7 separate regions of the Sus scrofa genome follow, and regions 1, 3, 4, 5, 6 and 7 are each linked to region 2. A link is a contact called in public Hi-C, HiChIP or PLAC-seq and promoter capture Hi-C data. All regions are on one chromosome and are shown on one strand. Each heading gives the region's core, a stretch centred on a gene start, on an enhancer-like site or on the middle of the called end of the contact. The rest is flanking DNA. Distances are from core to core; before and after follow the strand shown.

The links. Promoter capture Hi-C pulls out the DNA fragments that hold promoters and counts their contacts. A called contact is a pair of places that touch in the nucleus more often than the background predicts. HiChIP or PLAC-seq counts read pairs in DNA pulled down with a chosen protein or histone mark.
Region 1: a contact with region 2 is called in an H3K27ac HiChIP or PLAC-seq map of alveolar macrophages. The contact joins the promoter of GFPT1 here to the promoter of GMCL1 in region 2. A contact is called at or near these places in 1 of 47 Hi-C or Micro-C datasets (heart right ventricle) and 1 of 2 datasets of contacts at active chromatin or transcription factors (alveolar macrophages).
Region 3: a contact with region 2 is called in an H3K27ac HiChIP or PLAC-seq map of skeletal muscle, with 4 times the contacts expected there. The contact joins the promoter of NFU1 here to the promoter of GMCL1 in region 2. A contact is called at or near these places in 1 of 47 Hi-C or Micro-C datasets (epiblast stem cells) and 2 of 2 datasets of contacts at active chromatin or transcription factors (alveolar macrophages and skeletal muscle).
Region 4: a Hi-C map of epiblast stem cells shows a contact between it and region 2, with 2.5 times the contacts expected there. The contact joins the promoter of ASPRV1 here to the promoter of GMCL1 in region 2. A contact is called at or near these places in 1 of 47 Hi-C or Micro-C datasets (epiblast stem cells) and 1 of 2 datasets of contacts at active chromatin or transcription factors (alveolar macrophages).
Region 5: a contact with region 2 is called in an H3K27ac HiChIP or PLAC-seq map of skeletal muscle, with 3 times the contacts expected there. The contact joins the promoter of PCYOX1 here to the promoter of GMCL1 in region 2. A contact is called at or near these places in 2 of 5 promoter capture datasets (fetal skeletal muscle and liver) and 2 of 2 datasets of contacts at active chromatin or transcription factors (alveolar macrophages and skeletal muscle).
Region 6: a contact with region 2 is called in an H3K27ac HiChIP or PLAC-seq map of alveolar macrophages. The contact joins the promoter of TIA1 here to the promoter of GMCL1 in region 2. A contact is called at or near these places in 1 of 47 Hi-C or Micro-C datasets (liver) and 1 of 2 datasets of contacts at active chromatin or transcription factors (alveolar macrophages).
Region 7: a promoter capture Hi-C map of fetal liver shows a contact between it and region 2, with 3 times the contacts expected there. The contact joins the promoter of SNRPG here to the promoter of GMCL1 in region 2. A contact is called at or near these places in 2 of 5 promoter capture datasets (fetal liver and liver), 1 of 47 Hi-C or Micro-C datasets (heart right ventricle) and 1 of 2 datasets of contacts at active chromatin or transcription factors (alveolar macrophages).

What each region holds. Positions count from the first base shown.
Region 1 is chr3:73,027,506-73,030,250 of Sscrofa11.1, reverse strand. GFPT1 (glutamine--fructose-6-phosphate transaminase 1) reads right to left here and starts at 1,340. Exons shown (of 19, transcript NM_001194979.1): 1 at 1,294-1,340. The coding sequence starts at 1,300.
Region 2 is chr3:72,617,931-72,621,067 of Sscrofa11.1, reverse strand. GMCL1 (germ cell-less protein-like 1) reads left to right here and starts at 1,372. Exons shown (of 15, transcript XM_021088403.1): 1 at 1,372-1,890. The coding sequence starts at 1,631.
Region 3 is chr3:72,981,605-72,984,349 of Sscrofa11.1, reverse strand. It overlaps NFU1 (NFU1 iron-sulfur cluster scaffold homolog, mitochondrial), which reads right to left and starts at 1,275. Exons shown (of 8, transcript XM_021087412.1): 1 at 1,121-1,275. The coding sequence starts at 1,182.
Region 4 is chr3:72,322,374-72,325,455 of Sscrofa11.1, reverse strand. ASPRV1 (retroviral-like aspartic protease 1) reads right to left here and starts at 1,498. Exons shown (of 13, transcript XR_002342602.1): 1 at 345-1,498.
Region 5 is chr3:72,222,264-72,225,157 of Sscrofa11.1, reverse strand. PCYOX1 (prenylcysteine oxidase 1) reads left to right here and starts at 1,553. Exons shown (of 6, transcript XM_003354779.4): 1 at 1,553-1,759; 2 at 2,859-2,894. The coding sequence starts at 1,636.
Region 6 is chr3:72,239,129-72,241,923 of Sscrofa11.1, reverse strand. It overlaps TIA1 (nucleolysin TIA-1), which reads right to left and starts at 1,389. Exons shown (of 13, transcript XR_002342584.1): 1 at 1,075-1,389. TRNAG-CCC (a tRNA gene) reads right to left here and starts at 1,712; the gene lies at 1,642-1,712.
Region 7 is chr3:72,197,467-72,200,294 of Sscrofa11.1, reverse strand. It overlaps SNRPG (small nuclear ribonucleoprotein G), which reads right to left and starts at 1,573. Exons shown (of 4, transcript XM_003125052.4): 1 at 1,420-1,573. The coding sequence starts at 1,451.

The DNA.
Region 1 (2,745 bases), core at 91-2,590, 410 kb before region 2:
TCAAAACCAAATCACCTGCTTTTGCAAAACCATTCTACTACCTAGACATAGCAAAAGAATAACTGAATCTAAAGTCAGCTCTACAGCTAATAATTTCAACAAGCTATTTATAGTTGTTTCTGTTTTGTGCCTTTTTTTTTAATCTACTCTAAATTTAAACCTGCTCCTCATTTCAGAAGCTGACATTAGCACAAAGTTAAAACACGGGAATAATATACACTAATGAGTACAAAATAACTCCTGCTCAGTTCCTCTTGACAAAGGCTACAAAGAATAAGTCCCCCAGAAAGCTTCAAATTCTATTACAGTCATACCACCCTTAAAAAAAGTATTCCTTCTTCCAGAGTTAGGTCAGTTGTACATTTCAGTAAGAAAGGTAAGAACTCAATTCTTTTTTACTGATGATAGCTAAGTAAATACCAATTTTAGAGCATATCAGTCATTCCAGATATAATTCTGACAATTCCTTTTAACTCGCACTTTTAGGCGATATTAAAATGACTAAGTCTCAAAAAATGGAATAAAAGGGCCTAACTTTATGTATTAACTGTTCTAGGTAAAACAGTCACTAAATGTTCACCAACATTTTTCACAAGTGTTTCAAGAGGATGGTACACGTAAATGATAAATGATGTAAGATCTATCTCCAGGGTCACGTCTGGACCCATTCACAAGATATTAATTAGCCACGGTTTCTGTTGAGACCCCCCCCGGGGGGGGGGCCGCCGCTGCGGGGGGGGGTGGTAGGTGGCAGGAAGTAAGATCGTGCATAATGCCATTGTCGTAGCTTTAGCTAAGGTTCGAATTTCTTCTGGGCCTGCCCGAAAGAAAGCAGCTACAGTATTTTTTAAAAGATAAATCCTGGACGAATGCAATCAATAAAATTCAAGAGACCTCACCTGATGTTCCACAGGTTGCCTCACTCACCTGGTGGACTCTGAAGTCACTCCCCTCCACACCTCAGTTCCCTCAGCCCTCGCTCCTTTTCCAATACAGACCTTTCTCTTCCCTCCTGGTTTGTGTCTCGGTGCAAAGCCCTCTCTGGCCCCCCAGATTCCCTATAGGACCCGCCCTCCTCTCAGGTGCCTTTCTAGGTTCACCACCACCCCGCCAGCTCTTAGAGGCCGGCCTCCGCCCCCAGCACCCGCAGTCACCACGGGACGCCCCCTGCCCAACACCCAGGCTTCGCACCCTCCCGACTCCGGTTCCCGCCAGCGCAACCAAACCTCAGCGGCGCCCGCACCGCACCCCAGCACCGCCCCGCAACACACCCCCCGCCCGCGGCCCCCTTACCGCACATGATGCAGGAGGCACGGTCGGCACAGGAAACAGCGAGTGGCTGGCGAGTTCGGGAGCTCACACGAGCCTGTGGGACGATCTCCGGGCTTGGGGGCCAAGGGGTAGCCGACACTACAGCCTCAGAGATGCGGACAGCCGAGGCAACGACAGCGGTCTCGGCCTCCCGGGCTAGCGAACAACCGCCGCCGGGCCCCGCCCCCCGGCGCGCACCGCGCCGCCGCCGCCGCCCGCAAGTCCCATTGGACCGCTTCCGTGCCGCTCACAGGCACGTCCCGCCTCCCCGCGCCGCTCCGCCCCATCCCGCCCCTGAGCCCACGCAGGCGCTGGCCTGCTGGCTGCCGAGACGTGGCACCGGCTCGCGGTCGCATCCGCTTGAGGTTCCTGGAGCCGCCCTGACTAGCAGCGGGAGGTACTACGCTGTGGGGGAGAAAGAACTCGCTGGCTGGCCGGGAATGACGGAGAGATTAAGAAACAGGATGGAATTGTTAGCAAAGCAAATAGCCTTGGGGAGTGCGCCTCGAGCAGACCAGGGCCTCAAGCTATGGCACCCCCAGGAAGCGGGGAGAGAGGAGGAAGAAAGCAGGAAGCTTGATCCTAGGGGACAAACAAGTCAGGTGGAAAGGAGACATAAGGTTAAAGAAAAACTATGAGGTGAGGTCAGGTTCAGCCAGACTTTCTGGTGACAGACGATTCAGTTCAGGACTTAAGCTCTAAAATCATATGCTTGGCCTCTAAAACCCTCTGCTGCCCATTTCGATCCCCATCCACTGCTCCATAAACCAGTTTTTTGCGGAGGAGGGAGAGGTCAAATTTTACAACGCAACTATCGAACGCTGTGCGCCCAGCCTTAAAAAACTCTGCTACCCTAGACTTGAGATGGCCCACGGGAGAGGACTGTAGGAACTGCCTCCATTTGGTAGACGTACATTTGACTCTGAATGATTAATTCTATAAATTAATGCACCATTGCTGGCAAGAGAGACTTAATCAGAGAGAGATGATGTTTCTGAAAATTTATTACCTGAGCATTTGCTTTAAGATTTAAATGCTATCTTTAATCAAATGTAGATGGTTATCATAACTCTATTAATGGCCCAAGACTAGAATAAAATAAAAACTTAGGGAACATACAGAACAGTGCATGATCTTCTTATCCTAGGTGTTTGGTCTTAGCTCACACTACTGCTCTCTCCCTTCCGCACCTTTCAACACTTTACACTCCAACAAACCTGGGAGCAGGTAGTCCCGAGTGGGCTCACATTCTCACACCTTTTTTACTCTTTGGAATCCTCACTCCACCTCTGCCTAAATGCTGCCTCTTGGAGAAAACCCTTTGTGTCTTCCCCAGAGACTTAAGGACATTCATTCACCTCACATTCTTTGAACTGCCCCCCTTAAAGCAACATGCTTCTATATTTTATGATTTTTTAAAAAATATATTTCCCT
Region 2 (3,137 bases), core at 123-2,622:
TTGCTCCATAAGAGCATTAAAGTAGATACAACCTAACTCCCTCAATGGGGGAAAGGATAAATTTTGAGTTAGTCACACAACAAGCAATGAAAATTTAGAGATTTGTCCATTGATCAAGTCACAGAAGTATAATTTTGAGAGAGAAGGTGTAGAATGACAGGTATGACTGATTCCATTTAATTACATGTCTAAACGCGCTAAAGAAAATATATTGCTATGGATACAGTTATAAGAACATGTGTGGGAATAATGATACACACCATTAGGAGAATAGTGCTCATTACAGGGGAGGGAGAGAGACTGAGATGGAGAGAGAGCTGCTGCCTGTCTGCATGGTTCTAGTTAAAAGAATGAACAAAGCAAGTATAATACATTAAAGTTATTAAAATGTAAGTTACCATACTTGTGGTGGGTCCACAGGGATTTAACATACTACCCTATTTGAGTAATTCATTATATTTTATTTAGGGAGTTCCAGTGGTGGCTCAGTGGTTAACGAATCCTACTAGAAACCACAAAGTTTCAGTGTCGATCCCTGGCCTCGCTTAGTGGGTTAAGGATCCCGTGTTGCTGTGAGCTGTGGTGTAGGTCGCAGAGTTGTCTCAGGTCCCACGTTGCTTAGGCCGGCGCTACAGCTCCGAGGAGACTCCTAGCCTGGGAACCTCCATATGCGGTGGGTGCAGCCCTAGAAAAGACAAAAACAAATATTTAAAATGTGGCAGAAGAGAATCAGGTATTGAAGCTGACTGTCCAGGGTCCCAGCGATAGCTGCGTACTCGAGGCATATACCTGTAATTTTTGCTCAGACACTTGTAAAATTTTGCTTGGGCCTCCAGAAGGCACTTTAAGCCCTGATAGCCCCGGTACAGATTCTATTTAGACATCCCACTGCCACTAGCAGGGAAGGAAAAGAGTGCAGGCATTGGCTACCATAATCAGTCAAGGAAAGCGGAGAGGTGCTGCTTAAAAAACCCAACCGTCTGGCAAAGCTCCACATTCCAGGTCCCTCTCACTACGAAAGCGTGCGCAGGGCGTGGCCCTATTACGTTGTAAATTCCTCCAAAGACCCCCAAACAGCAACGTCTTTTTTGCCGCTTGTTCAGTAGACTTCTGGAGCTTAAGGAACCTTTGCAGAAAGAACAAATGAGCTGGAGTCGCGGGTCGCACTAAAACAAAAGGATCTACGAAGTAACGCTAAAGGCTAGGTCTCCCCCGACTCAGTGTGCACAGGACCCCAGAACACTTCAGGGTAGAAGGGGCCAACCCACGTACACAAGCCCCATCGCCCACCCTCATCCCGTTCTGCGCATGCTCCACCCGCGACGCACACGAGCTTCCCCACCCCTTCCGGAGGCTCGCCGTGCGCGTGCGCTGTCGGGTCCGCGCTTTGTTGCGAAAGCTGGGGGCGAGGTCCTGCGGTCCGTGCGCACTGCGCGGCCAGACGCTGCGGGCGGGGCGGAGGATGGAGGCGGTAGTGTCCGCTGCAACGGTCGGGGCTGCGCGTGAGAAGGTGGCGGTGTAGGCGTCTAGGCTACGTGGAGGCCCGCAGCAGCGGCCAGGCCATGGCGGGAGTCTGTCTCGGTTGGGCTCCCTGAGGTGCGCTCCCTGAAGTCCTGGGGAGCTGTGACTCATGGGCTCGCTGAGCAGCCGAGTGCTGCGCCACCCGGGGCGAGCCGGACCCCAGCAGGAGCCGGGTTCTGGGACGGGGGCCTCGGCCCGGAGGCCGGAGACTGGGGGCGACGCGGCCGGCCACGGCTTCTGTTACTGTCCGGGCAGCCGCAAGCGCAAGAGGAGCAGCGGGGCTTTTTGCTACTGTCACCCCGACTCCGAGACAGACGAGGATGAGGAGGAGGGGGACGAGCAGCAGCGGCTCCTCAACACCCCTCGAAGGTACGTGGGGGACGCCCCCACACCTGTTGGGCGGCTTCCGTGGCGGAGTGTGGGGATGAGCCCGGCACCGGGGAGATTTCGGGGAGTGCGGCGCCCCCTAGCCCGTGAAGAGCGGACGTGCTCTTGATAGGGTAAAGGTGGGACCGGTTGGGGTCTGGGAGGATGGGGAACACCTGGGGAGACGCCGGGTATTGTGAATTGTAAACCTCGGACGTTGCCAGGGTAGTATTACAGCCCTAGCTTGAGGCTAAGAAACGCCAAACCTGAGCTTGCGCCTTATTAAACCTCAGATAGGGCTGGCCTTTGGTCGTACACCTCGCTTCTCTCAGAGTGGATGGCAGATGAATAAATTGTTTTGCATCCAGCTGCCTTAAATAGTACAAAACACGTAAATTTAAGTCTCTGAAACGGGCACCCATGTTGTCCACACAATGGAGGGGAAATGACACTCAGAAGCTCTCCTCAACGGTAAAGAGGAAATTTATCAAGAGTGGGTACGTTTGTTCTTCACTAGGAACAAAGTCTTTCACCGTCTTTAGTACTCAGAAGTCATTGACCGTGGGTATGTGTAAGGCACCTTGCTTAACCTTTTTTAGAAGAATTGAAAAACGGAATAGTTACTTGTGAACTAAAATGTAGTTTGTAAGTCGAATATATTTTCACAATCTGGTTGCTCTGTGTTTGTTTCTGGTTTTAGGTCATCAGTGGGACACATAGGTGTAATTTTTTAATGAAACTTTAAAAGATTCAAAAATTTTATGCTACACACATTACATATTTATTGTAAAATAAGAGAATCATAGGTACTTTCTGTTTATAGTTTGATTTATAAATCCTTTCATACAGCTTTATGAATACTTATATTTATTTCCAAAAATGGATCCCCACTGTCAAGTTGTTCACTTACCTTTTTGGAGAAGTAGTGTGGTATAGTTTTAAGAGCTCAGATTCTGTGTTCTAGTCTGCATTTTGCACTTAATAACCTTATTTCCGGAGTTCCCGTCGTGGCGCAGTGGTTAACGAATCCGACTAGGAACCATGAGGTGGCAGGTTCGGTCCCTGCCCTTGCTCAGTGGGTTAACGATCCGGCGTTGCCGTGAGCTGTGGTGTAGGTTGCAGACACGGCTGGGATCCCGAGTTGCTGTGACTCTGGCTTAGGCCTGTGGCTACAGCTCCGATTCAACCCCTAGCCTGGGAACCTCCATATGCCGCGGGAGCGGCCCAAGAAATAGCAACAACAACAAAAG
Region 3 (2,745 bases), core at 26-2,525, 360 kb before region 2:
TGAGCTGGGTTTAGAGTCATGAAATGGTAAAGGTGAGTTAAATTAATCCCAGAATAGATCTATTCAAAAATAAGAGAGGGAGGAATTCCCCTTGTGGCTCAGGAGAAACTGAATCTGACTAGTATCCATGAGGATGCAGGTTCCATGCCACGCCTCTCTCAGTGGTTTGGGGATCCTCTGTTGCCCTGAGCTGTGGTGTAGGTTGAAGACGTGGTGGCTCGCATCCCTCCTTGCTGTGGCTGTGGGGCAGGCCTGCCGCTATAGCTCCAATTTGACCCCTAGCCTGGGAACTTCCATATGCTGCCTGTGCGGCCCCAAAAAGACTAAATAAATAAATAAAGGGAGACAGGAAGTGACTAATACAAAAATCTCTGCAAACCTAATTTTTTAGGAAATACCTTTCAACTTCAAGAGCATCAAGAGCACTGATACTCCTACCACTCAGGAGGTCAACCTCTGTTAGGCTCCTTTTGCTCCGTAAGAGAAATCGAGGTAAAACACCTACGTTAAGTCCTCGGTGCCTTTCACCTAACCAATGTTGACAGATGTCATTGGGAGGCCAAACTCAAAGACAGGGCAAATGGAAAGAAGAAAAACAAGGGAACGGAGTGGGTTTAATTAGTGAGAGGGAGGAAATCTAGGGTTCTGGATGCTCATCAGAGTTCCATCACTTAGATGCTGTGTAGCCTCCGAAAGGTCACGTTCCCTTTCTGGGCCTCACTGAGAAAATGAGTGAAATTCTGTCTGACATTCCGATTTTGTGAAGAAAGGCAGAGGGAATGCATGTGGAGGAGGGGATGGAGGGGCCCCGCGATTTACAAAGGGCTCCTCCGTTGGGTCCCTACAGCCGGTCTCTGCGAGCCTCCTCCCCGCAGGGACACAGGCACCAGGTCTCGGAGCCTGGAACAAGGCACTGCAGGGTCCGCATGATCCGGGGGTCGCCCTGGAGAGAAGACCACCTCAGGATTAAACCCCTAACTTGGGCGACGGGGGCGGAACCAAAGGCAAGGTCAGGGGCACTTCTCCCCACCCAGTTTAAGAGACAGCAGGGCGGGGCGGCGATCGCTCTGCTGTTAAGCCCAGCGGCATCCCTATACATAGCTCGAGGCTCACCACCTACCGCCTTCGCAGCCCCGCGGCAGCTGCCGCAGCTCCCCAGCCCAGGCGGGGCGCCACCGCCATCTTAGTCCAAGAGCGCAGGCGTAGGGAAGGCCGCTCTTCTGCACCCTCCCCCGTCCCCTTCGCGGAAGCGCCCGAGCCCCGCGCAGGCGCGAGCGCAGGCGCAGGCCGGCCTGGAACTGGCGAGGCACTTGGATAGCGCACCCTACCGGCCATGTGTGGCTCTGCTGTGGCTGAGGTAGGCTGTCTAGAAATCATTTCCTACCTACTGCTTGAGGTTGGACAGGGTAGAGAGAGAAAAAAATGTTTGCGGCGCTTGCCCAAGTGTCCTTAAGTAAGCACGAAGGACTGCCGCTTCCCTGGCATCACAACTGCCGATTCACTTCAGGGAAATTCACTTCAGGGGGTTTATGACAATTAGCATTTTGGGTTTTTTTTGTTTGTTTTTTTTTTTGGTTTTTTTTTTTTTGCTATTTCTTGGGCCGCTCCCGCGGCATGTGGAGGTTCCCAAGCTAGGGGTCTAATCGGAGCTGTAGTCTCTGGCCTACGCCAGAGCCACAGCAATGCGGGATCCGAGCCGCGTCCGCAACCTACACCACAGCTCACGGCAACGCCGGATGGTTAACCCACTGAGGAAGGGCAGGGACCGAACCCGCAACCTCATGATTCCTAATCGGATTCGTTAACCACTGCGCCACGACGGGAACTCCCACAATTAGCATTTTGAAAGTTTTTTGTTTTTGTTTTTTCCTGCACCGGCAGCATGTGGGAGTTTCTGGGCCAGAGATGAAACCTGCACCAGAGCAGGGACCCAAGCCACAACCGCGGGACAACGCTGGACTCTTAACCCTGCAGGGAACTCCTGCCAATTAGCATTTCAATCAGCCACCAAAATATGTTTCTCTCCCTTGCAAAAACTGATTTAAAAAATTGGGGGGGGGGCATTTATGTTAATTGGAAAACAAAATTGGTTAGAAACAGCACGTATACATGATCCCATTTCTGAAAAATAGTTTGTGTCTACCAGCGTGTGCTTGCATATGTGAGCAAGAACTCTCTGGAAGGCAGACTGCCAGCCTCCTCTCTTTTTCCCCTCCTCTTAAATATGCCACATCATTTCCCACCTAAGGGCCTTTTGCATAAGTTGTTCCCCCTTCAGGGAACAGTGCAGAAAGCCACAGGCAACCCCAGCCAAGGAAAGGGACCACTGCTCCGTGATCCCAAGCTCCTTCCTCCTGCCCCGACCTACAGGAGGCAGGTGTAAAAAGAGGAGGCTGGTCTCCATGCCTAACCAAGGGAAAAAAGCAAAGTTTGAAGGCAGGTACAAGATGGAAGTTTTAAAGACTTGGGCCATATTTTTTTAAATACCTGAGAGTAAGATAGAAAGTAAAATAGTTTTTAACGCTGTTAAGTGACCAGGAAGTTCCCTCATGGTCTAGTGGTTAGGATTCTGAGCTTTCACAGTTGAGGCTCAGGTTCATTGCCTGGTCTAGGAACTGAGATTCCCATATCAAGATGCTGCTTGAGGCTGCAAAAAAAAAAAAAGTCAAAAATGACCAGAAACAATGGAAATTTTACCAAGGAGTAAGGCAGGGAGAGCAAACAGGTGACATTTAAGCCCTTTCC
Region 4 (3,082 bases), core at 249-2,748, 300 kb after region 2:
AGGAGCCCACGCTCCCCCTCACTCCCCATCCCGCCGCACCGCTAGGGCGAAACACGGCCAATACCAGGCAGGCGGGGAGGAGCCCGGACGCAGCTGCTCCCTCCCCGCCAAGCCGCGCTTTCTGAAGCTCCGGGTGCGGCCTGGGCCCCACGTGCCCGCTGCTCCCGCGGACCCGCGGGTCGGAGTCCAAGCTCCGTCGGCCCGAACCAGGAAGTCGGTGCCCGGCCTCCCAGCGGGTCTGAAGGCGGCTAGGTTACGCCTGGGCGACCTAGCCGGCTAACGACCTCAGGAGTCTCGCGCTGGGCCGCCGGAACCCCTCCTCTCCGAGCCCGCCCCGTCAGCACCTTTCCCGCAGCTCGGCCCGCCGCCCTGGCCCGCCCGGGCCCCACAGCGGGTCACGAGGCAGCGCCGGAGAGTCGGCAGTAGGCGCGGCCCCGTCAGCCCCAGCGGAGCCTGCGCTCGGCGCCACCCCCACGCCGCGCGCCACGTCCCCAACCCCCCCGCCCCCGCGTGCCACGCGGGGAACCCCGGTGACGTCACCGCCCTCCTGTTCTCGCCTTCCCGCGCTCTCCAGAAAAGACGCGAAGGTGGTGACGTGTCCGGGAATTCAATGCGCCTGCGCAGGAGGCGTCAGCCACACAACGTCCTGCAGCGCCGCCTGGTGGAAGAAAAGCCCAAACCGGCCGGAAGCGTCGACGCGGGCGAGAGGAGAACGTGACTGACGTCAGCTCTTGGAGCCGAGGGGGCGACCGCCGCGTGACCGGCCCTCGCTCTGCGCGCCTGCGCATCTTTATCGTCTCCTTTTAAGCACAGGGTGGAAACTTGATTATTTCGCTCCTTGTTTTAAGATTGTAACCTTTCCTTGTATCGAATGGGTTAAATTGGTCTTTAAAGGAAAAACAAAGTGGGGGGGGAAGAAAATATATGAAGAAAAGGAATAGCAATACTCTTCATATTTACTTCCAGCCTTTTTTTTTTTTTACTTAAATCAAAATTGAGATTTGCTGTGGTTTTAAGCCCAAAGTTCTTAGGGAGGTACAAAAAGCACCAAAGCTAAGTTAGAAAAACACGGTAGAAGAGAGAAGTGCAGAACAATAGGTGAAAGGATAATAGCTAGTATATAACAAGCGTTTCAGACAGTATCTTATTTACCCTGCATAATATCCAGCTGAGGAAACTGTGGCTCAGAGGGTTAAATAGCTTGTCTGAGATGGCTCTGCTGCTATCCACTCTGGTAAGTGGGTAGCAGAGTGTGTTGACGGGTTGGGGCGTTGAACCCAGGGGTTAAAATCTGAACCGTAGGACGGTGGGCTGGGGAGAATGGCGAAAAACCTCAGGGAACATACATGGATGAAGACACTTTTTGTACTTCTGTATCGTGGGATTAGAACTAGTTCGTAGGAACGTGTTGGGTCAACTTGGCAGGAGCGCACCTTAAGCAGCTCACGCTATTACACTCCCTTGAAATGCATAGCTACTCTTAAGGGCCCCTAACTGCGGAGGTCACCGCCTGCAGCACTGCCCTCTCCCGTTAATAGTCGCGAAAGGTAGCGGTCAGCACCAGCACAGGTATTAGGTCCTGCAACCCAAAGTGCAGTCTGCAGTCCAGCAGCATTTCTTCCATCTTATAAACGCCATCCCAATCCCTTGGTGAAGCAGGTGGGATGGTAGAAAGATACGAAGGGAGTTTGCAGAGCTGGATGGTGGAAGGGCAGGCAGACAGGGAGCAGGGTACTTAAGGAGGTTTTAAAAGAGGATCATATAAGGAGTACCAAAAAATATCACAAGATGCAAAGGAAGAAAAGTAGGAAATCAATCTGAGAGACTAACAAAAGAAAGAACTAGGTTAAGGGGGTTAAGCAAGTCCAACTTGGGATAAGTCACCAAAAAAGTAGACACAAGTGCTGTTCTTTGTAGGTGACTTTTGTGTGTATTATGCTTGAGACAGTCCCTAATTCAAAGAACTGGAGGAAGGCAGCCCCTGCCCATTCCCCCATCTTCAGCAGATGGAGTAGGGTTTCTCTGGGTTCTTGTAATAGAGGGCAGATCAGGCAGTGACAAGAGTGCCCCTGGGATGACATACACAGGTTGTACTATATATGGCCAGGCCTCAGGGCTGGTGTGGATGCAAGTGTGTGCACATGTGGGTTGGAGGGAAGGGCAGGTTATTAGCAGACCAGATGTAACAGGAATCAGTGAAAGATGGAGTGAATTTTTGTGACTGGAAATGGCTTGGCCCAGAAAGTCACAGGGCTGATAGCATCTGGTACCTTGAGAAAGCCAGGTGGCAGGCTTATAAACCTTCACTTAGGTGGGTAGTTCTTGGGAGTCAGATTTTCTGGACTTTTGGGTGGCCTGTCATTCTTCCAAATAGTAGTAGCAAGCTGTTGAGATGATAGTTCTGGTAGAGGCAGGTGTGAATCGAAGTGTTCTAGGTATAGGAGTAATAAGTTGTCCTCATGATGCCCATTACGTTAGGGGCCCAGCCATGTTGCCTGGAGGAGTTAAGATGGATTCTCTCTCAGACCCATTAATACACTCAGTCTGAGGATGATCAGTCTGTGCAACAGAAAGTTGCGTAGACATGAAGGGTTTTGTGCTGCTCACACTAGAATACAAAGTGGCTGCAGCATGGAAAGGCAGTAGCTGGGCAGTCCCCAGAAGTGTAAGATTCCAACAATTAATGGAGGAGATATGCAGGGGATGATACAGATGAGTGTGTATATGGGTGGGTACAGAGTTTGAAGAGCACTAGGACCACTCTACTCTGATAGCATGGGTAGAGTCTGAAATGAGGTCAAGGCTGATGGTGTCCCAAAGGTGTCTAGGAGTGGGTACAGTACTCGGCTAGGGCCATGTGTGACCTGGCAAAGTCTGTTTAGAAAAGGTCAATGCAACTCTGAACATCATTCCAGACTTTTTCTTGGCTATACCTGTAGCATGTTGAAGTTCCCAGGCCAGGGATCAAACTCACACCACAGCAGTGACCTGTGCCACAGCAGGGACAATGCCAGGTCTTTTAACCTACTGAGCCGCTGGTGAAATCTGCCATTCTAGATTTTGATGGGCTCTATTGGTGGGC
Region 5 (2,894 bases), core at 304-2,803, 400 kb after region 2:
ACATATTTATTGAAAGCCTTTTAGGCTTAATATACTTAGCTATTGTGAAAAGACACACAATTTAGTTCTTTCTTTGTAATTTGTAGAAAAAGGAGACAATATTCATATTTTTATGTTCTTACATAAGTGTTTATTTCTTGTATGACTTGCATCTCGTTCCATTAACACCTCCATTCCCTCTTTCTTGCTGTGCTCCACTGGCCTCCTTGCTTTTCCTCATATATGCCAGGCATTTTCCTTTTTTAGAAAGCTCTTTCTCCAAATATTCACCTGGTCCACTCTCTCAATTATTGCAAACTTTTGTTCAAGTGCCATCCTGCTCAGTGAGGCCTGATCTGACTATCCTATTTAAAATTGCAAGCCATTCTCCACTTTTTTTTCCTCCACTCTATATTATGTCATTTGCTTACTTATTCTAATTGTCATTTGTTTCCCTTCACTAGAATGTATACGTCATTAGGATAAATATTTTAAAAATTGTTTTGTTCACTGGTTTTTCTCAAGTACCTATAATAACATTGCCTGCCACGTGGAAGGAGCTCAATAAATAATTGTCCACTAAGTAAATCCTTTATTTTGCAGTAGTTTAAACTTTCTTTTTATTTAACTTATTTTCCTTCCATCCATATACTGTTCTTCACATTCACGTACTAGTTTTTCTCCCCCCCCTTTTTGATTGGGTGTGATATATGTAGATATAGATATAGATATGTATTTTAAGGGCCACATTTAGAGCATATGGAAGTTCCCAGGCAAGGGGCAAATCTAAGCTGCAGCTGCCAGCAACAGCCACAGCCACAGCCTGGCCAGATCTGAGCCACATCTGTGACGTACAGCACAGTTCAGAGCAACGCTGGATCCTTAACTCATTGAGTGGGGCCAGGAATCAAATCTGAGTCTTCATGGATACTAGTCAGGTTCCTAACCTGCTGAGCCACAATGCGAACTCCCTGGGTGGGATATTTTAATTACAGAAATAGTATCATATGACACCCATCACTTTCTCAACAGCTTTTATGACCGAACAATACTGGGACAATAGATACAAAGCCTGCATTCTTTTAAATGTTTGCCTAATGTTCCGTATGATACGAGTACACACACGACTTTCGTTTATATCTGTTACTATTTTTCCACTTCCTTCAGTTTGGACCACCCCATCCCTGGTCTCTGTCATTTTCCCTTTCACCTAGCACCCTTTACCCAGTCATCTTGTACCCAACAAATCTCGAACATAGTGAACACGGTGATCACTCAGTAAGTATTTGGGGCACCCTTGTCCGTTTCTAACAGTGGTTTGCTGTGTGCATTCTTTGAGCCTGAGCGATTGAATCAACAGAAGAGGGCAGTATTGATGAAATTAAAAGCTGGGGTGAGCCTCCTCTGGGGCCTTTGGCAACTCCCTGAAGCAGCCTGGGCTTCAGAGGTGCAAGGAGGACTTGGGGGACCGAGAGGATTGCGTTGTAGCTTCTGGAGGAAGGGTGGCCTTGGAGTATCAGGTGCCTGAGCTGGGGACGGGCCTGGGCGGGGCTTGGAGGGGCGAGGCCAGCTAGGGGGCGGGGCGAGCGGAGAGCGCAGGCTCAAATGCGGGCGGACCGCCGGGCGCTCTAGTACGACTGCAGCACTGGGAGAACCATGAAGCCCCTCGCTGGCGGGCTCCCCTGCTTCTTGACTTTCGGGCTGTGGCTGGGGCTGCTACTTCTGTGCAGCTGGGGGTGCCCCGGGAGCGCCGCGCCGCGGTCCCCGCCAGAGAAGATCGGTAGGCGAGAAGGAGGCAGCGCAGGGCGGAGGTGGCGGGAATAAGCCCGGTGCCTGGCGGCGGCAGGCTGATACACTAGGCCCGGCACCTGTGACACCCGCCGAGCAGCGCCGAATGAGCCCTCCGCGCAAGCGGAGCCCATTCCGGCTCGCGCCCCAGGGACCGCGCTTTCCCGAGGGTGAAGACATCTCCATTTGAGGAGTTGGCTGTAGAGGGGTAGACCTGGGCCGGGGAGCGGGAGCCAAGCGTCCCTGCGGCCCCTGTCTCGGAGGCCTGGGGCTCCGAGGAGGCTGAGGCCCCTCCTGCCGACTTCTCTTGCTGCAGTTGCGGGAGGACAGTCCCCTGGTTGGTCCGGGAGCGACAGGCCGCTTCCGCTCTGCAGTTGAGAGGCCCACGAGGGCACAGCACACCGAGCAGTGCAAACAACCTGACCGCGCTGACCGCGTCTCCTTCCCTTGATGGGCTTCGGCGCCCTCGCCGCCCCGCCCCGCAGCTCTACCCATTCCCCAGCCCGGCCCGGCTGCTCCGCTGAAGTTTGCCTGCTCGCAGAGGCCACTGGCTTGCACAGTTTTCTGCCTAGAACGACTACACAGCCGAAGCATTCACTCTTAGTTTCAGTCTTTTTGGTGTTTTGCTCTGTTTTCTTTTGCTTTGCTTTTTAAATTCCCCTTAAAGCTGTGTTCTTTGGGATCATTAACCTGTTCACATTAACGAGACAGAGCAAATGTAGGCAAAAATGGCGGCCACTTTATTTAAAATGCGTGCTGGAAGGGCCCCACCTCCTCTGTTCCCATGTATTGGTCACAAAGAATGGTGTGCGGGCCACTTGGTGCCTCCGCAAAGAACTGTGAGAATCTTGGGGCATTGGGGGAAAAAAATTAGTGTCAGTTTGTAAGTTTATCTATTATCACTTTTGCCTGGAGGCAGTGACTGTCCAGATTCAGAGTTCTATCTTCACAGCAGCTGTCACTTGCCTCCCTGTCCCCAGGCTTCCCTAAGTTGTTAATAGCCTAAAGTAACGTCTGTTAACAGTCTTTCAAAAAACGAAACCTACAAAGCTGATAAGAGGGAAAAAACTGTTTCTTTTTTCCCCCTCTAGCGGTCATTGGAGCTGGAATTGGTGGCACTTCAGCAG
Region 6 (2,795 bases), core at 140-2,639, 380 kb after region 2:
ACCGAAGGGCGCATTTTTAATGCATAGAGTTCTCAAATTGTCAGTCTTCCTAAGAATAAAAACAAAAAACTACATCAAAAACTCATTGGGCTTTTTTCTTTCTTTTGGAGAAAAGCAACAAAGGCAGGATCACCTCATCCGACTATACTTGGAAAAACAAAGAATGCTGGGGAAGGCTACATGACAAAGAAAAGATCCCAAACGAAGATCATTTAACACTACCTCTAAAAATTCCCAGAGGTGACTAAATACGTTAAGGTACTTATTAATTGCTGCTTCATTAAAAACTCCCCAGTCCTTCAGAGTCATGTCAATCACAAAAGTAGAAGGCGAAGATATAAACGTATTAGATCCACTTCCCCTTAGTAGATCTATCCCTCCGGGTGAGATTTCCATTTGAAAAAACAAACAAAAAAACCCCCAAACAAACAAACAAACACAGCACTTTCAAAATCCTCAAGGGGTCCGATTTTAGACTTTTTCATCTGGAGAGGGGGTGCCACAGAAGGAAAGCCAAAGAAAAGTTCAAAGAAAAACATCTGGCTTTTTTTCCAGTTGGCAACTGCGGGAATAAAGTTTACCTCCCGGAAAATGAGTCCAAACATTTTCAAGAGAAGAATGCCTATCAACGAGAAGGAAATGAAAGGAAGAGTTTCTGGGAAAAAAACTAAAATGAAAGGAAATAAAGCTCGAAAAGAGGTTAATCGAGAAGCCGGGGTGGGGGGGGGGGAGAAGAAAAGCGTGGGACAAAAAGGCTCGCCAAGTTCTAAAGAGGTTTGAATTAAAAAGTCTTCTCCTGGCCTAAAACCACAGAAGGCCCCGGGCGAAGCCAAAAGCCACGCTGTGGGGTAGTAAACGTGTAGGGACTAATTTAGAGGGTTGAGCCCCCTCTCCCTCCAGCTCGTCCTCTCACAGCCGGGGTCTCGGTCCCTAGGCAGCCAGGTGAGCGCCTAAAATAGGAGCCACGAAATCGCGGCGTCCACGGGGAACAATAGGCTGAGCAACGGCGCTGAGCCGAAGCCTCGCTCCGGGACCACCACCATCCCGCCCCCCTCATCGCTGCCCCAGACTCACAGAGTCTTAGGCATCTCGTCCTCCATGGCTGCTGCTGTCGCGGCGGCGCCTCTGAGTCCAGCTCCCTACGCTTTACTACCTCACAAATCTTTTGAGCGGCTATGGCTGCGGAATAGCGGGGGTTTCTTGGCTGACCGGAGGTTACTCCGCCTCCTTCTTCGACAGCAATGACACTAAACCACCCGGCCCAGAGCGAACAATGAAGCCCCGATACAAGATGGCGGCGAGCCGGGAGCCTTGGAGCCGCCAGCGAAGTGACCCGGGCCGCGCAGGCGCAGAAGAATCTTGCACTTTCAACCTCCCGGCCGCCAGGCTACACCTCAGTCCATACATTCACTTGTTGCGCAGCCGCTCTTCCAACCACGCCAGGGATTTGTCTCAGACTGCGCAGGCGTGAAGGTTAACTATTTCAGGACTACAGTAAACTTTATTGAATTCCACCTCCCGATTCGAATGTTTCAACGGTGAATTATAATGAAATATAAATATTCGTGGAAATGAAAAGTTCGAAGTGTTTCTACAAGAAGAAAAAGCTATAAAAATAATCTAAGGCAAAGCAAAAGGCCATGCGCCGCCCGGGAATCGAACCCGGGTCGCAAGAATGGGAATCTTGCATGATACCACTACACCAGCGGCGCTGACGGTAATGCTTCTTGCAGAAATGCTTTAGAACTAATAGCAAGCAAACTTTCGTTCCCGAACAGCTATGAGGAAGGTTCGTTCACTCCTTTAAAAACAAAAGCCTATTGCTACTTTCCCTTAATGTAAGTGATGATTTCTCTCATTCCAATACAGTTAAATGGATGTTCCTACTTTTTCAGTACGGAAAAATCTCATTTAAAATTTGTTTTTAAACTTAAAAAGTAAGAGTTTCATTAAGAAGAATTTGTCTTGTTGGTGTTAAGCAGCTTTTTGAAAGCCGGGCATGTATTTCCAGATTTTTGCGGAGTTTTTCTTTATGTACTCAGTGTACATTGGAAAATATTAAAGAAATATTTATTTAATGCAAATCGGTCCCAAGAATTCTAAAACCATATGAATTGGGGCATATACAAGTTTCAGTCCTTTTGGGGTGGGTGGGGGGGAGGCAGAAAAATTAGGGTTCTGAAATGTACTTCAATATACTCATTATGCATTTTGTATTGCATTTTATAATTTATGTGAAAAAATTTAAACATTGGGGAATGTCCGTGTTCAAAAATGTGATCTCTTCTTTGAAGTAGTTCCTTTAGACTGTGATAATTTTGGATTACCATTTTTGGACTTGTCTTTAGAATCTGTTGCACATTCTTAGGATTTCATTCAAAGATATCAAATATTAGTCTTTTGAGGATGAATAAGACAAATGTTAATAGTAGATTGTATTTTTTTAAGAAACTTTTTGAGATATAATTTGCATAATGTACATTTCTTCCATTTAAAATATGCAGTTCAGTGTGGTTTTTTTAGTGTATTCACAGAGATGTGTAGCCATCTCATAATCAATTTTAGCACACTTTCACCATCCTGAATAGGAAAGCTGTACAATTAGCAGTTACTTCCTATTCCCCATCCCGCCCCTCTCCCCAACCCACTATTTTTGTGTTTCTATAAATTTGTCTATTCAGGACATTTCATATTGTCTCTGAAAAATTAATAGTCAACCTTAAAAATTAATAGTCAACCTAAGAAAGAAATAGAGAATTTTATTTGAGCCAACCTAAAGATTATAACCCAGGAGA
Region 7 (2,828 bases), core at 324-2,823, 420 kb after region 2:
AAACTGGGGGAAAAAAAAGACTACTTTGGCAATGATTTTTAAGAGGGGTAGGAAGAATATGATTGGGCCAGGGTATCTCAACCTTGGCATACTGACATCTGGGACCAGATAATTCTGTTGTTGAGTGATGTCCAGTGCACTGTAGAATATTTAGCAGGAACCCTGGCCTCTACCTACTAAATGCTGGTAGAACCAGACTCTCTACACCACAGTTAAGAACCACAGAATTATATTAAAAGCAGACGGAAGATATAAAAATGCAAAAAAAAAAAAAGATTTCGGGCCTCGTGGGTGGCATGCGGAAGTTCCTGGGCTAGGGACTGAACTTGAACCACAGCAGTGCCATGTTGGATCCTTAACCGGCTGAGCCACGAGGGAACTCCAAAAAAAGATGGTAAGGAAGAAAAAGTTAAAAGTCATTTTGGAGGTAGACCTGGCAGGATCTCACAATTATTGAAATCTACATATAAGAAAAGAAAGGTAATTAAAAACTCTCATTAATATCTTAAGAATCAAAAAGGAAATCTTACCAAGAACACCCCCCCAACAAAAGAGCCTTCTCTAATTAGAGAAAAATGAATGTTCTCACGCATTCCAGTTAACAGAGCAAAATATCACACATTCAAGTTCAACCTAAGTGCAAGAAATTAAGAAAAAAGAACGGGATTTCTTTTTTTTTTTTTGTCTTTTTGCTATTTCTTTGGGCCGCTCCCGCGGCATATGGAGGTTCCCAGGCTAGGGGCTGAATCGGAGCTGTAGCCACTGGCCTACACCAGAGCCACAGAAACGCGGGATCCGAGCCGAGTCTGCAACCTACACCACAGCTCACGGCAACGCCGGATCCTTAACCCACTGAGCAAGGGCAGGGACCGAACCCGCCACCTCATGGTTTCTAATCGGATTCGTTAACCACTGCGCCACGACGGGAACTCCCAAGAACGGGATTTCTAAGTTAAAGCTCAAAGGAACCACCAACACACTAAGATGAAGGCAGCTTTTGAATTTCTCATATACCATCAAAACAATTCCATTCCATCCACCTCCTTAGTTCCTTACAGAATTACTGTCCAACCACCTTATCTCGAACGTGATGCTACTCAAGGCGTTCAGCTAACTGTGGTATTCAAGATCTTTAAGTAACGAAGGATCGAGTGCCAGAGACCCGGCCAGGAACTCCGGCCTGGGAGGCAAACCTGCAGACGGAGGGGCCTTTACGTCTTTGAAAAGCATGCCCACCAGGCCGAAATACAACATTTGCGCGGGATGCAGGCCCGGAAACGTGGGACGGTGGCCCGGATCGCGGCGGCAGCCAGTGGCAATAAGCACGGCAGACACACTCTCCGGAAATGGCTGGGGATCCAAGGAACTCAAGGCCTACAAAGAAGCCGCCATTTATGCGCGGCCCTCATGCATACTTACTTCTTCAACTCCGGCGGGTGAGCTTTGCTCATGATGCCTACTCCGCGAACTCAAAGAAACCTCCAAACGGAATTCGTGTTCTCCCTCACGCTCCAGCGGTAGGCCCGGTGCTTTGCGTCTGACGTCACTGATCCCGTTAGCCAATTGATTGTTGGCCGCTTTCACGTTTCACGTCGCGATACTTAGGAAAATCCTGAGCTCGCAGATCAGTCCCAAGCTTCCGTTGTGTCGCCAGGGATTGGCTAGAGCGGAGGGGTGGGGCCTCCAGTCTTTATATTCCTCTTTGTAATTGGGTTGCTGTTCCTGCCTCTAGCATTTGAAGGACGCTGGTTAACTCATTGTCTTTGTGGGTTGCAAAGTTGTCTTGACGCTACCAGATGAAAATAAGCTCTGGAGGGGTAGGCTCCTAAAAATTTCTTTGGCATGTGTGTGCATACTTCCATGTGTTGTTCTTCCCTTTGTTGTCCTCTGCAAACACTGCGGTTTTTTTTTTTTTGGTCTTTTTAGGACCGAACCCTCCGCATATGGAAGTTCCCAGGCTGTGGGTCAAATCTGCGCTGCAGCTGCTGGCTTTTGCCATAGACAAAGCAACGCTGGATTCTTAACCTACTGAGCGAGGCCAGGAATCAAACTAGTATCCTCATGGATACTAGTCCGGTTCTTAACTCCCTGAGCCACATCGGGAACTCGTTTTTTTTTTTTTTTTAATTTAGCAAATTGAAGGTTTGAGGCAGCCCAGAGTCCAGCAAATCTCCCAGCGCCATTTTCCCAAGAGCATTTGTTCACTTTGTGTCTGTGTCATTTTGATAATTCTTACAGTATTTCAAATTTTTTCATTACTGTATTCGTTATGGTGATCTATGATAGGTAATCACACTAAGAAAAAAAAAATCTTGTGACTTGCTTTGAGGTATTTGCTTCACTGTTGAACCTGTGGTATTTTAGTATTCCCACAGGATGTCATGCTACAACTAAGGTTCTAGTAACAGCTCAGTTAACGACCTCTGCACCAAAGGAATAGAGTGAGGGGGCCTCAGTTTCCAAAAATTTTAATCTAGAGGAGTTCCCGTCGTGGCGCAGTGGTTAACGAATCCGACTAGGAACCGTGAGGTTGCGGGTTCGGTCCCTGCCCCTGCTCAGTGGGTTAACGATCCGGCGTTGCCGTGAGCTGTGGTGTAGGTTGCAGACATGGCTCGGATCCCGCGTTGCTGTGGCTCTGGCGTAGGCCGGTGGCAACAGCTCCGATTCGACCCCTAGCCTGGGAACCTCCATATGCCGCGGGAGCGGCCCAAAGAAATAGCAAAAAGACAAAAAAAAAAAAAAAAAAAAAAAAAATTTTAATCTAGAGGTCATAAGTATATTCCCCACGGACAGTCCTGCAATGCTTCCAAAACCCCACTTAACTGTAC